Linked DNA regions of Rattus norvegicus: region 2 is linked to region 1. Evidence: chromatin contacts called from public Hi-C data. All regions are on one chromosome and are shown on one strand. Each heading gives the region's core, a stretch centred on a gene start, on an enhancer-like site or on the middle of the called end of the contact. The rest is flanking DNA. Distances are from core to core; before and after follow the strand shown. Region 1 has its middle 230 kb from the start of Pabpc6. Region 2 has its middle 210 kb from the start of Qki.

Region 1 (7,699 bases), core at 1,973-4,472:
TAAATAAAAATATCCAGTTAAAAATTAAAACAAAAGAAAATAAACGTTTTTAAAAGGTATAAATAAATAAATAAATAAATAAATAAATAAAGAAAGAAAGAAAGAAAGAAAGAAAGAAAGAAAGAAAGAAAGAAAGAAAGTGTCTCTCTGGAAAGCTCCCATGTTAAAGGCTTAGTCCCCAGTTGGTGCTACTGTTGAGAGGTGCCTGGGTCCCAAGGGTCCCGAAGTCATTAGTGGGTTAATTTATTGGTGAGATTATAGCTGAATGGGTCATAGCAAGAAGGGGCTGGATAGAGGAAGTGAAATATGAAGGCATGCTTTTGAAAGATATAGCTTATCCCTGGTCCCTTGACACCTTTCTCTCTGCTTCCAGGCCACCATAAAGCGAGTAGTAGCTTTCCTGAGTCAGACCCTTCCACCCTGACTTTCTTCTGTCTCACCCTGGGAAGGCACAGAAGCAATAGGGCATGAACTGATGACGTGAACCAAGGAGCCAATGGAAAGCCTGCTCTCAAGTTGCCCTAGAAGGTGTCCTGCCTCAGTAATGAATCCCACTCTCCTGGAGCTGAAGGAGGTCCCTTCATAGACGCATAGACTTTCTTTCTCTGATGCTGTGTGTTCTGTGTTCCTGACAGACGCCACTCTCAGGAGGAAGAGTTTATCTGAGCTCACGGTTCAAGGGCACAGTCCATCAGGGACCGGGAAGTCACAAAAGCAGCTGCCAGATACATTGCACCACAGTCAGGAGCTAGAGAAAGATGAACGGTGGTGCTTTGTACGAAGTTTAGGACCAAGCGCCAAGACTGGTACCGCTCAATTTATGGTGGGTCTTCCCACCTTGGCCAGTTTAACCAGAGTAATCCCTCACAGGCATGGCTAGAGGCTGACCAAATCTAGACAAGTCTGACAGGAGTGCCGACCCACAGACTTACAATCTTAGTGGTTCTGGAGCCTGTGCACTTGACACTGGATTCCTCTGTTCTGAGAGGTAACTGGAGCCACCCTCAGGAGCTTCAGGATGCTTCAGGGAGTGTCTCTATCATAGTCATGAGGGGGAGACTTAAGAGTTAAGAAGCTTCTGGAAAGTTCTGCTTCTCCAGGCTGAGAAGAAAGATCTCAGCTTGAGCTTCTGAAGGAAGGTGGCTGGGTCCTTGTCACACACGGGTGTGGGAATCCTTCCTCTCCTCCAGCCCTGCCTGGATAGCTGCCATTGTGGCTTCCCGCTGTCTTCTATGTCTGTGCCCTGTAGGGGGAAGTGAGTGGTGCCTTATAGCAGTCATTACCATTCTAGCCAGAATTAGGAGTCACAGCAGTCACCATGAAGACTTAAGGCTGAGACAATATGGCCAAGTGTGAGAAAGGTGATGTAGAGCAAAGGGGAAAGCGGAGGGGAGGGAAGTGGAGGGAAAGTAGTGAAAGGAAAGAGGAAAGAGGAGGTAAGTAGGAGGGGAGGAGGGAGAGAAAGTGACAACACACACAGAATTTTCATTCTGCTTTTGAGAACTTATGGTCTAAATAATTCTCAACCTGTGGATCACAGCCCCTCACAAGGGTCACCTAAGACTATCCAGGGGAACACAGATATTTACATTGTAGTTCATAACAGTAACAAAATTACTGTCATGGAGCAGCCACAAAAACGACTTTATGGGGGTTGGGGATTTAGCTCAGTGGCAGAGCGCTTGCCTAGCATGGGCAAGGCCCTGAGTTCGGTCCCCAGCTCTGAAAAAAAAAATGACTTTATGGTTGGAGGTCACCACAGCATGAGGGATTGTATTAAAGGGTTTCAGGGTTGGGAAGGGAAGTACAATGGGTTAAATGATTCCAGCTAATTCTGCAGAAGAAGACAGAACCAACAAGGTACCTAAATGGGAATGATGTACCAGGCTGGGCATGTCTCTCAACTCTGGGATGATGTAGCTTGATACTCATGAATAAATGAGTGAGGGAAAGACAGACGGAAAGAGTTTCTGACTGTTAGGAGCAAACCATCTTTCGTACTGTCCAATTGTGGGAATGACTCTCAATGTTTAATAACTCCTTTCATGGCATATCTCCCATGATGCCCTTTAAAACTAAGGTTGCAACCTGGTGGCACATAAGTGGGTTAAACTTCTTTTTCCCTTAAGCAAGTTTGAATTTAAACAACAAGAATTGATATTGTTATCCTGCAAAAGAGAAGTGAACTGAAGTTCTCTTAAGTAAATATAAAATTATAAAGTATAAAATTGCAAAAATGTCTTTAGGTTTGATCGGTTGCCAGGGAACATCACAGGGCTCGGTCAGGGGTAGACTCTGAAGGCTTTTTATTAAACTGTAAAAGAAAAGTGTTGTTGAAACTTGAGATATTTGTAGCCCTATACTTAAACATACTTAAACTATGTTTAGTTGTGATTTATAAACAGTATTCAGAAATACACACTTTCTCTAATTAAATAAAGTCTGGACAGGTAGTCAAGTGATGGGGATTAATGTGTTGAGATGTTTTCCATGGCAGCTTCTGAGTAGGAGATTCATAGATATTTCCTTTTTAAAAATCTAAAAATCAAAATAAATTAGCAAAATAAAAAGTGCCAAATTAAAGGTACCTTGTGAAACTGAGAAGTCGCACTTGACGTGCTTTCCGACCCACAATCTCTGAACGCTGAGCTCCCTGCCTCATCAACGCTACCGGCATGATTTCTGGAGTCTCTCTCCTCCCGCCCCACCCCCTGTGTGTTCACGCATGTGCGTGTGTGCATGAGCATCTTGAAGACTGAAACTTTAAAGTTTAAGTTGATACCGACTATCTGCCACTCGTTGTCACTTCTAAATAACAGTATCCTGTGTGTCGGTCGCATTTTCATGCACTTGGAAACTTAATTTAAAAGCTGAGTGTGATGTGGGTATTGCATGAAAAGAGTTAGGGAATTGAAGTTCTGGGTGGCTTAGGGACAGAATAAGGAATGAGGCAAGAGACTGGATGATGGGCACAGCTCTCCTGGGCAGTCCGCTGGCTCCCAGTTGCCTGGATACCTTTGTATGGTGACTTAATTCGGCCTAGAGGCTGTGAGTTCTCTTTTCTTCTTGTGTCTGTGGTGATGGGTGTTGTTGCTGGGAATAGTCAGAGGCAGGAGGACTGAATGAGACAGAAGAAAAGTTGACCACACAAATACAATGCTGGGATGCTGGAACCGGTCCCACGGAGGGCGGGGGAGCAGAGCGGGAAGTTCCTGCACAAAGCCCTTCTTGTTCCCATAGAAACCAGAGCTCAGCAGTGAATGACTAGCTTGGCTCTGCACAGCCCCCTTCCTCTTCTTTTTAAAGTCTCTGTTGGAGATTCATTGTCTTCTTGCTATTCTTGTTTTAATAAAACGATTGGCCGGGGAAGAGAAAACACCCCCTCCCCTACCTCAAGGCATCCTGTGAACAAACCCACAGATTCTAGGCAGCCTGAAGACTGGCTGGATCTGCCTGGATCAGAGATCTGATTTTTTTTGTTGTTGTTGTTTTGTTTTTTTTTCAAGTCATGGATGGATGGACAGTCTACACTGAGAGGTGCCCACAGAGATTGGCAGCCTAATTTGCATAGCAATGCTGGCCTGGGCTGGCTTCCAGAGACAAGGAGGAGCCACCAGGGCTGGCAGGGTGTTGGTGGCCAGACTCAACAGGGGCCAGAGGGCAGTTTCTCCCACCCACTGCTGTGGGCTTCCTCCCTCTCACTCCCATGCCCTCCTCCGCTGGGTTTTTGGCAAGCTGACTTTCTATTCTTCAAGGATTAATGTCTCAGTGCAAGGGGTAAAATTGGCAATTAGAAAGCAAAGCTGGGGGCCTGGGATTTCTATCTCCTTATCATTTCCCAGTTAGATTTCATTAGAGCGCTGCTGGAGAGAAAGGTCTTAGGGCTTTTGTTGTGTGGTCAGAGTTTAAAGGTACTAACAGGATGTTTTATATTTACCTGGAAAAGACCAGGAGGCTTTTGTGCTAGCAGAGTCTAGCTCACACGTATAATTGGGGCGGCTGGGGTTGAGGGGAGGGAGGGTGTTCTGAACTGAGTTCCTGAAAGTCTCAAGCAGGATTACCCATCAAAACCAAGACCCGTCCTTGTCAGAACTGTTAGGTTATTGGGTAATTTTTAAAAATCAAAAATAATCTTATTCCCTACGCAATACATTTTAAGTGGAAGGGATTTGCCTCTTTGTGGTGTGAAATACCCCGTTTCAATAATTTCTTATCTTTTGAAAGTCTAATTAACTGCCCTAGCTGGGTGAAGCTGCGATTTGTCGGGAAAAGCCCCGGAGATGTCTTCCTTCAGCTGCAGCTATCAGCTATCGGGGCTGCTGTGGTGTAGGACGGGTAGGGTCCTGCAGGGTGCCTTTCTTGAGGCCCCACACACTCCTTTTGATGTTCTGAGTACCCACCTGCTGCTTGCATTTGTGACTTGGGTGGCATGATGCCAGTGACATCAGACAGGCATTGGTATTGTCTCGGGCAGATAGACATTGTCACCATGAGTGAATGTTCCTTCCGTGTTCATGGGCATGGTGTATCCTGCCAGGAAGATCAATAGGAGACCGGGGAAACACAGATGAGGGAAAGCCATTCTTGTGGGACAAGATGTCTCATGTTGCTTGTCACGAGCTTGTCAGTTTTATTTCTTTGTTAAGTGTGAAAAATGTGGCTTCGGATTTCTGTGCCATTATTCCGTCATGGCTGGCAAAAGTCCCAGCCTTTGATAGTGAGCCAAGATCTTTTCTCCATAGGATGTCTCTGGGGTTCGTGCATATATGTGGGGATTCCTGCTGCTGTGCCTCGAACCCAGGGTACTGTTATTTATCTCCAAACTTAGCACTCCCAATTAGCATTCGCCACAGTACTAATACACTAACACAGACGTGCCTTAATTCCGAGCTGGCCATAAATGGTGACTTTACCTAGTGTTTGAAAACACACTGGGGGGAAATGGGAAAGCCTAAAAGAAGTTGTTCGTTACTGGAGACAACTTTATCCGTGGCCACGTAGCAACTCACATGGGAGCAATGACGCTTCTGAGTCCCCGTCTCTCTGCTCAAGTCAAGCAGACCCCGCAATCTCTTGAAAGGGCTGTGAGCAAGGTGGGGCTGGCTGAGCTGTGAGAGTTGAGTCAGATCATTCTCTGCAGGCTGCAGCCAGAGAGACAGCAGTACGTAGGATGAAGCAAAGAAGACAAGAGGAAGCAGCAGTTTGCTTCTGGGCAGCCATGGGAGTGTTAGGCTCGAGGAGGTTCCATTTTGATTTATACCTCTGTGAGCTGTGAATGAGATATGACCCCCCGTGACATCTAGGAGACAAATCCACCTTGTATAGGCTCAGCCGCAAAGGCTGTAAGTCTTTAGAGACTGTTTTGTATATATTTCTTATTTTCTTCAAGTTGTTATTGTGTTTGATACACAGGGATTGGTAAAGTCTGGAAACTGAAGAGAGCAACAAAGACCTTTAGAGAACTTTCTCTCAGGGTTCTGGTAGGATGGCTAGGATTGGGATCCACACCTATTTTTGCTTTTATCTTTATTTGACTTTAAGCTTTGTGCTTGGAGCCTATCTTGTGTAGCTAGTGGGCAGGGCAGGACTGAGAAGGACCAGGTCCTGTCTCACCGTGTAGATGCTGGTTAGAGTGAAGCTGTGTTTCTTCAAAGCCCACACTGGGCTGCATGTTCCCCTTTATTTCTCAACTTTTTGAGATCTTGGGATTGTGCAAAATCTTGGATCTGAGCAACTCATTCCACAGCGAGACTTCTAGCTGCTGCTCGGAGACAGGAACCTTCCCAGGGGGTTTGCTAATGAATATAATTTTACAGCAACAAAAGAGGCTATGAGAGCTGAAGTTGCTTGTGGCGGGGTGGGGGGAGGTGACAGCACTTTCTTTTTTTTTTTTTCCAACCAAATTAAATTTTTTAGACTTTGATCACTGTTTTTCCCAACAGACACACAGTCATGCATTATACTGAATGACCAACACTCTTCTGGCAGCTCTGACTTTACCCACCTGTCAGGACACTAGTGTAAAGTCAAGGGCTTAGCATCCCCATTCAGAATTATTTCCAGTCATGATCTCTCTCTCTCTCTGTCTCACTGTCTCTGTCTCTCTCTGTCTTTCTGTCTCTCTGTGTCTCTCTGTCTGTCTGTCTCTGTCTCTGTCTCTGTCTCTGTCTCTCTCTCTCTCTCTCTGTGTATCTTTGTACATTGCATGGGAGACTTTCAAACTGTGTCAAACTACATGAATTACAAACCAAGAGCAACCAGCACGGTCTCAGAAAACAGGACTTCATAAAAAAGTTGGCAGGGTGAGAAATAAATTCAGGAGTCTGTCTGCCCTGCCCCCTCTCTTCATTGTTAACGGTCTTCATTGTCAACAGTTAATAGTCCTTCCTTCTGACTACAAGCCAACAGTGCAGCAAAGCACCAAGACCCCAAGATAGCAACAAGTAGCAGCTGGCCTCTCTCCTCGATATCCCTATGTGGTTCACTGTCTATAAGTACAGTGAGTGAATGAACACACGGGCTGGAAGGCAGTAAACACTAACTTGTGTGGCTGTGACACTTTCTAGATTTTCAAGTGGGCAGTTAAGGATGAGCAGACTTAGTAGAACCCTCTGGATTGCCCCCTCCTACCCATGTGGGGCCAGTGATGGCAACTTTGCCACCTACCCTGTTGGGATTTGGCATGGATGGGACCCCAATTGCCGAGAGCCTCTGCCTCGGTGTAGCTTGTGGCTGTGCCAATGAGAAGCTGTATGTTGTCAGGAGTCAGTCTTCCATCAGTTATAGGTCCAGGTGCTTTTACTCTATGGGCGAAACACAGACAGACCTATAAACAGGTAAATCAGATCAGTCCCTGCTCACAGGGTGTTTGCTGTCCTGTGAAGTCAAATGGGTAACTGGGGTCAATACCATGACTGTTGGGGTTGTGCTAAGGCGACAGAGAACAGAAGGGTCTTGAGCATAGTGTTGATAAAGTTGAGAAAAAGGAGGTTGCATACTTTATTTTTAAAAGGTGAGGAAAGCAGAAGTGTTGCCAGGTCTTAGAAGAGAGGGAAACAGGATTCCATCTTGACCTCTGTGGTCCTATGAAGTCCCTTTGCATACATAGTTATATCTTACAGTTCTGTGATTTGTTTAAAAAATTAAAAATTCCACTGTCACCAAAGATCTTTTTCCTAATGTCGCAAGACTTTTAAATATTTTGCAGGCCCTTAAATGTATTACGAACCCTAAACTCCCTCTATTGTTCCCAGAGACGACACAGAGGGAAGGGGACCAGAAGATGGAGTATAAAAATCATGAAAGAGATTTTGAAATGGGGGGAGGGGTTAACAAATGTAGGTGAGTAGAGATCTCAACCCAAATGACAGAATAAAGCTACCAACAGAAGCCAACAGTAAGAGAAAGAAAGTTGAAAACGGAATGAGTCAGACACTGGTCATTGAGAAAAAGCATCAACCTCGTTTGGAGGCTCTTCCTTGAGTCCCATCCATGGGCAAGAGGGAATGTGGTCCCTCTGTGGATTGTTCAGTAGTATCAGGTTAGGGGAGCAGATCAGGTAGGGAGGCAAGAGCCCTGGGGCAGGTAGGGAGCTGAGGGCCTTAGGGGAGGTTGTCAGGTTGGAGAGCCTGCAGAACCATACTGTGTATGTAACAGGAAGGATCCGGTTCTACCATACATGGGGTGTCAGTCTCAGTCC
Region 2 (7,699 bases), core at 2,240-4,739, 220 kb before region 1:
CATGCATGTTCACATGTGGGGGGAGGGGAAAGGCATGATGTGTAGTGTGTATACATACATACATACATACATATATATATACATATATATATGAATATTTAGCATGGCCGTGAATGCCATGCCAACCCCTGGTACCATGTCGGAGACAGGGCCTCTTGTTTCCTGACACACATGCTGGCTATCTGGTCTTTGAGCTTCTGAGGTTCCCCTATCTCTACCTCCCATCTTGCTGTAGTGGCGCTGGGATTGCCAGCAGCACCTGTGTCATACACACCAAGCTTTCACTCTAATTCTGAGGATTTGAACTCAGGTCCCCAAGCTCACGTACAAAGTTCTTCCTCACTTATTCTTTTCCCTATCCCAGATGCTTTTGTTCCTCTCTTAAAGAAGTGTGAAAAGCTTCTTTGTGGAGAAATACACAGCCTTGGGCCAGAGAGCTGGCATATCTGGCCAGATCTATCCTTCCTGAGAGAGACTTGTCCTTTAGGACCTCACTAATAAAAAAGCATAACTGTTCTGTCCCCATGAGTTTGTTCTGAAAACCCCCAGGAACTACTACTTAGAATGTTTGTAGCCAATGGCTATTAACTATTTATTAATTTAAATTGTACCACGTACAAAACTCATATTCACAAAACTCATATTACGAATGAGTTGCTTTTGGAGTTTCAGATGCACAGTTCCATGGACAGATGCAAACAGGCCAATGTGTGTGAGAAGAAACTCTGACTCAAGGAGCACTCAGCACAAGTGTGTGAGGAGGACTCTTTCTCAAGGAGCACTCGGCACCATTAAGCTCTTCTCAAATGTCAGAGGCCAATATTGGCATACAGAACGTGAAGCTAGTATTTGCTGGGACTAGAGGATTGTACATTATTCATGAAGGCTTTGCACTCCTGAATCCTTTAATGCCACCACATCTCTAGTACAAAAGGCAAAGCCAGTGCTTTCTAGTTACACAATTTGTAAAATAAGATCCTTCGGCTGTGCGAGCATGGTAGAGCTATTTTTTTTCTTTTTTTCCTTTCTTTCTTCTTTTCATTTATGAAATGAACCAGCTGTGGTGTCCATTGCTCCAATAACATTGGCCCTTGGAAGAAATGAAACTCAATGGTCAACACTACAAATAGAGGATTTGTTTTAATCTCCAGGCATGCTGTGTGGTTCAGTGGTCATCCAGTTTGGGGATCTGTATACAAACACAAAGGCTCGGGGAAGTAAATAGTGAAGTGACACTGTCCAGTGTCTGGAGATGAAGACTCCCAGGGGCCGGTTTTCTTACGGGGTCAAGCTCTGGGCTTTGATGTCATTTACCTGTGTGGTACCTTCCTGTCCTTTTCTGCCCTGCTCCTTTCTACCTACCCAATCCCGCCCATTTGCTTATTAGCACAGAGGTCACCACTTCTAAGACCTTCACAGACTGACAGGAGGAAGCCACCTCCCTTTTCTTCACAAGCCTTTCCTTCCCCCCTTCTCTTCCCTTTCCCCTTCCCCTTCCCCATCCTCTCCCCTCCCCTTCCTTTTCTTCTTCCTCCTCCCCTCTTCTCTTTCCCCTCCCCTTCCCGCACCCCTTCCCTTGGTCTTCCTCTTCCTCTCTCTTTCCCCCCTTCTTCCCCTCCCTTCCCCTTCCTTCCCTTCTCAAGATGGGGATTTTAATGTGTTGCTCAGACTAGCTTTGAATTCTTGGGCTTAACATTCTCCTGTCTCAGTCTCCAGAGTAGTTGGGATGCCAGGAAGATATCAACATTCCTGGTCCACCTACACTTTAATCAATGATGTTGTATTGCTCTCATTTAATACACTATCTCTGTGTGCTCATATTTTCTACCTGAACAGAAATCGTGTTTACACTTTAAATCCCCATGCTGCCATGAACAATAAGTGCTAAATAAGTGCTCATTCAAGTACTGGATTCAGAGTCTTAATTCCTGGCTCTGCCACTGACTGGCTAACTTAAAGACTTAGGAACCTCAAGGACTCACCCAGGTCCCCCATTCCCATCCCAATCACGAGCACAACCAGTACCACAATAGTGGTGATAGATAACACCTTCTACTACTCATTACACTTCCATGTCATTTTGAGCATTTTATATTCATTACTGACTTTAGTCCTTCCCACGTTTCTCTAAAGAAGTGTCTTTGGAGATAAGTATCATTATTGCCACTGCATCTTTATAGACACCAATGTTCTGCTTAGGTCAACTTGACCTAACCTACCATCAGCTGGGGAGAGAGTTTCAATTGGGGAAATGTCTGGATTCAGTTGGCTTGTGGACATGTCTACGGAAGATTGCCTTGACTGTTAATTGATGTAGGAAATTCTGCCAACTGTGGGTGCTACCATTCCCTAGGCTAGGCACTGAAAGAGTGAAGAAAACTTTCTGAGTATAAGCAAGCAGGCAGGATATATGTTATGCAATCATCTGCTTCAAGCTCCTGCCATTGTGACTCCTCCACAATGATGGACTGTCACCTGGAATTGTAAGCAGAATAAGCCTTTCCACCCTCATGTTGATTTTTTGTCAGGGTGTTTTATCACAGCAACAAAAAATAAAACTAGGCCACCAAGGTACTCAGCAGCTACTTAGCTTACTCACTGACACAGGGCTCGTGTCATACTAATATTTTCTAACAGTTTAGAGTTTAGACTCAGTCAGTCTGGTGCCTATAGTTACTGAGACTAAAACAACAATAATGTGGTAACATGATGAGGCTTCTGTCCCTGTCAATCAAACACAGGCCAAGGGTTTTGTATAGGATAATTAAAGACCTTCACAAGTATTCCTAAAGGGGATCATCCTGGATACTCCCATTGGACTGGGTTTCTAGCCCAAAGGGATTTGCTGTGGATCTCTGTGAGCATGGCCACCCCACACTCTACACATTCTTCTTTGTAACCTTCCTCTCACTGAGTTCATCCTATGAGCATCAGGTTTCCCTGAGGAAATGTTGACAAGACCTTTCATGGTACCACTCTGTAATCTGCTGTTTGCCTTCTACCCTCACTAGTCTTCTTTATAGGGTCTTTCCTGCATTCAAGGGTCTGCTTGTTACTTCATACCTCAAGACTCAGGACTGTTCAACAGCTATGCCAGACCAAACAGATGATCTCCCAGCCACCAAACTGATGCTCTTCTGTGTATCAGGTAATCCTTTCCTTTCTCAGTGGACAGTAGAGTCTGACCTCTCACACCCTCCCTTACAGCTGCGCTCTACACTGGCTCATGCCTTGTGCCCTTGTTTGAGGGTGCTGGGAATTGACAGGACAGGGACCTCCTGCTCACTTTCTTGGTCAGGAACTTTGCTCTTCTTTGAATAAGTTAGTGAGTGTTTTTGGTAAGCTTTTGGAGAACAGAGCTAGGGAATATTAGGACTGTGGTAGCTAACTGGTGACCTTTGTGGGACCCATTGATTCAGCATTATTATTCTTCACCAACAATGGTTGTGCTTCTGATTGAAAACTGGCTGTGTGGGGGAGTGTGGGTATAGGTCACAAAGCTACACTGGAAACCATGGCAGGGAACAAAAGGGTCTTTGATTGGGGTGGGGGTTAATACAATACCTATGATATGAAAGTGTTACTGGATGATTACTGGCACAGGAGGGAGCCCAGTGAGCCAGGTCTGGAAGGAAAGAAGTTACAGGGAGAGGATGAACAAAAACCATTACTTCCTCTGTTAATTTTTTAAAACAGCCTTTAATCTTTGCATTTCCCTTTTAGATAGGAACAATTCTGGGTCAAAAATTTTGAAGATAGTTTGGTGACCCCATCCCTCCACTGGGGGTTCTGTCTATTACTGGAGGTGGTCCCTTCAGGTTCTGTCTCCACATTATTGAGCATTTCAGCTAAGATCGTCACCATTGAGTCCTGGGAGTCACTCATATCCCAGGTCTCTGGGACTTTCTAGAGGTTCCCCTTGACCCCCATACCTCATACTTACATATTTCTACTCATTCTCCTGGACCTCTGGGCTTCTCTCCTTTCTTCCCCATACTTGATTCTGCCCCTCCCCCTCCCCTTCCCTTCTCCCACCCAGGTCCCTTTCTCTCTTTCTCTGGTAATTATCCCCCCCTTTCTAATTGGGATTGAAGCATTTTTACTTGGGCCTTCCTTCTTGTTAAACTTCTTATGCTGGGACAAAAATGGAGCAAAGATTGAAATAAAGGCTATCCAGTAACTGGCCCAACCTGGGATCCATCCCATGGGCACTGACACATTCAAACCCTAACACTATTACTGATACTATGTTGTGCTTGCAGACAGGAGCCTAGCATGGCTGTCCCCTGAGAGGCTCTACCAGCAGCTGACAGAGACAGATGTAGATACTTATAGCCAACCATTGGACTGAGGTTGGAGACCTCTAAAGAAGAGATAGGGGAAGGACTGAAGGAGCTGAAGGGGATGGCAACCCCATAGGAAGACCAATAGTGTCAACTGACCCAGACCCCTGGGAACTCCCAGAGCTGAAGCTACCAACCAAAGAGCATACATGTGCTGGTCTGAGGCCCTGGACACGTATGTAACAGAGAACTGCCTTGTTTGGTCTTGACGGGAGCGGATGCACCTAGTCCTGTAGAGATTTGATGCTCCAGGGAAGGGGGATGCAGGACGTGGATGGATGGGTGAGTGGAGGAAAAAACCTCTCAGAGGCAAAGAGGAGGAGAGATGGAGTGAAGAACTCTTGGAGGGCAGATGGGAAGGGGCAGGGGACAACATTTGGAATGTAAATAAATAAAACAATTTTTAAAACTTGCATTTCCTCTAGCTTGGGGAAATGTGGTTGAATTTGAAGGTCGGTGTGTGGGTTCTACCTAGGCACAACCATTCATCAGTAGCTTAATCTTGTGGAGAGATTATTTCTAGCTATTTCTTGGTTAGTTACAATAACCAGAAAGTATGGCACATCTATAGGGATAACCAGGCGAGAACAACTTTTCTACAGGAAGTCCAAACTGCAAATGAAAACACCAACGGGGAGATAGTGTTTGTTTTCTTTTTTTTCGACAAGATCTTATATTGCCTTGGCTGGTCTTGAGACCTATAGCTGAGGGGGATCTAAAACCTCTGGACCTGCTGCCTCTGCCTCTGGAATACTGGGATAGCAGCAGTATGTCACCACAGGTTTTATTTGGTGCTGGGGATAGAACCAGGGTTTCATATGTGCTATGCAAATACTCTACCAACAGAACTACATTCCTAGCCCAAAAAAGAAACCTTCATGTTCTCTATTGATTTCAGCCTCTTGTAAAGTCAACCATCCAGATTATCCAACTAACTAACCAACTATTTAATCAACCAATCAACTCCCAAACAAGCCAGCCAACCAGCCCAGCAGACAAGCAAATGTGCTTGTTCTTTGCAGTAGCAGGTGGCAGACCGAGCGGGATGGTACACGGATGGGCGGTGTCTGTCTTTGATCACGATCTAGTGGAGGACTGCTTTGATTTACATTTCTGGCTCGGGATACAGAGGGTATGCGTGCTGTGGGACCCACTGGCTCTGTCTACACTGTTCCCTTCAGCTCGTGATGATTTTGTCAGGCTTTGCTGTAAACAAGATTGCGCCCAGCCTCTGCTGCTCATTTTTCCTCTTCTGAATGCCACACATTTTTGCAGGGAATGCTCATGCCAGCCGAGCCTGTTTAGGGGCCTCTCGTAAAATGCTCAGATGGAATTAAACGCAAAGTAATTTGGGATTTCAGGGAGAAAGTGGTTTGGGGGAATTTATTTTCATGTTCAGCTCCTAAGGCTTCTGGTAAACTAGAAGAAATCACATACTTTTGATTCTCTTGTGTCCTACACATATACATGCTGTCTTAATTATTTTTCTGATGTAGGGATAAAATATCCTAACAGAAGCAGCTTACAGGACAAAGCTTTGTTCTCACAGTTTGGGTAAAGAAGTTATAGCGGAAGCATGTGAGGCAGCTGGTCTCCTCTACAGTCGAGATCATTGGAGGCTCCTGCTTAGCTCATATTCTTTTGTACAGTATGGGATCCCAGCATAGAGACAGGTGCCACCCGGAGTGGGCAGTCTTTCCATCTCAGTTAACCCAATCTAGGTAATCCCCCATAAACAAGCCCAGAGGGCTGTTTCCCAGGTCATCCTAAGACTCATCAAGTTGCCAACATATACCCACCATCACACCTTCGTTCAGGTGGGTTTGCGTGCATGCGTACATGCATATGTAAATTGACCAGTGTGACATTGCTATTGTTTGTTCTTTGCTTCAATTCCTGTTATTCCTTAGACCTCTCTTCTTTTTATCTTTTCCTATGGATAAGTTGTGCCTTCAGTTTCGATTGTCAGAGAAAAGTAATGCTCTTTGTAAATTAGGTACTGATCATATCCTGAAAACAGGCAGTGCGTGTGTGTGTGTGTGTGTGTGTGTGTGTGTGTGTGTGTGTGTGTGGTGTGTTCGTGCGCAGAAGTAATCAAGGAGAGGATGCATGAACGTGCTCTCGCTCTTCTTTTCATACTTACTGTAAGATGTTCTGTTCTTCCCAAAGTGCCTGATTCTGCCCAGAAGCCCCCAGCATTTCAGAGACAAGCAGAGCCCGAGCTCTCTCTCTAGAAGCAGGAATACTCCGAGAAAGAAAGTTTCCGATTTCTTCCCTTTGTGGAATTTGTGGTCCATTGTGAGGAGGGAACCCCGCCCAGCTTCTCTACTTTGCTTTCAGACAATCTCCATCTGACAGATGAGGGAGACAAGACCTAAGGAGCTTACGAAGCCTTTACTTCTTCTCCACCACTGTTGGAGCTGAAGATGTGGTCTTTCCCAGATAGAGATACCACAGAAGAGGACACAGAAGTTCAGGATTCCATAGGGAGGCCTGGAGAGAGTTCTGAGGTACTTTTTTCTTCATATAAGAGGTCAGCCTGACTCAGCAGATAACCATGCTTCAAATGGGAAGAATTCAGACACTCCTCAAAGATTGCCACACTTCCCTCTTAACTGTGTTCTTAATCATTGAGTGGTGGGTTGGAGTGGACAGCTCCTCCCTCTGGGATCTGTGGGGCACAGAGGCTCCTTAGCCTCTTGGTCCCTCAGGTTTCTTGTGGTATATTCTCCATCATTTTCTCTGGCATAATATGTGGCAAATGTTACCACAACTGTCTGAGAGCCGGGAGTCACGAAGCTACTCTCTCGTTAGAGTGATTGCTCTGTTCTGAGGGACATTGGCTATTTTCACATTTAGATGATTCTGCCAGGAAAACATTAAATTACCCATAACACCTGACAGACTTCTCTGGGAGCAAAACAGCAGTTTAGCCTAGAGTGATGTTAATACGCCCCTTTAAAATAAAAATAAAGAGGGGGTGTCAATCAAGCCACTTATGTTATTCGTTCAGCTCACCATGGAGAGCTTGGAGTAGGACTAGGGGTCCAAGTGAAGCATTACAACATTGCAGGGCTGGTTGGAGAAATAATCTGGGTGAAGGAGGAAGCCAGAGCAACTTCAGCATCAGACTCCTTCTGAGCCAAGTGGGAAAGAGGTGTCAGGAAGAGGAAGAATTTCTAGGGGCTCAAGGTGCAGAACTGACTCAGTTGGCCCTGGTTCTTAGCCCAGATCCTTTTTCTAGCCACATGACCCTCTAGGTACAGACCTGCAAGGTTAAGTGGCCCGGAATGAACAAGTCTGAGGGATGGTAGACTTGTCTGGTGGGCAGACTGCCATCCAGTCAATAAACTGAG

What was found. Hi-C and Micro-C count contacts between places; a contact is called where the count stands out from the background.
Region 2: a contact with region 1 is called in a Hi-C map of Schwann cells, with 2.1 times the contacts expected there. The contact joins two enhancer-like sites. A contact is called at or near these places in 1 of 12 Hi-C or Micro-C datasets (Schwann cells) and 1 of 1 datasets of contacts at active chromatin or transcription factors (oligodendrocytes).

The regions. Positions count from the first base shown.
Region 1 is chr1:53,355,314-53,363,012 of GRCr8, forward strand. No RefSeq gene overlaps it. Among named protein-coding and RNA genes, the nearest start is that of Pabpc6, 230 kb to the right of the region's middle. Within about 2 kb of position 3,223, at least 64 of the 93 cell types and tissues checked have an H3K27ac peak or open chromatin away from gene starts, as enhancers often do. A contact at or near this core is called in Schwann cells, where this site is marked.
Region 2 is chr1:53,137,797-53,145,495 of GRCr8, forward strand. No RefSeq gene overlaps it. Among named protein-coding and RNA genes, the nearest start is that of Qki, 210 kb to the left of the region's middle. Within about 2 kb of position 3,490, at least 1 of the 93 cell types and tissues checked has an H3K27ac peak or open chromatin away from gene starts, as enhancers often do. A contact at or near this core is called in Schwann cells, where this site is marked.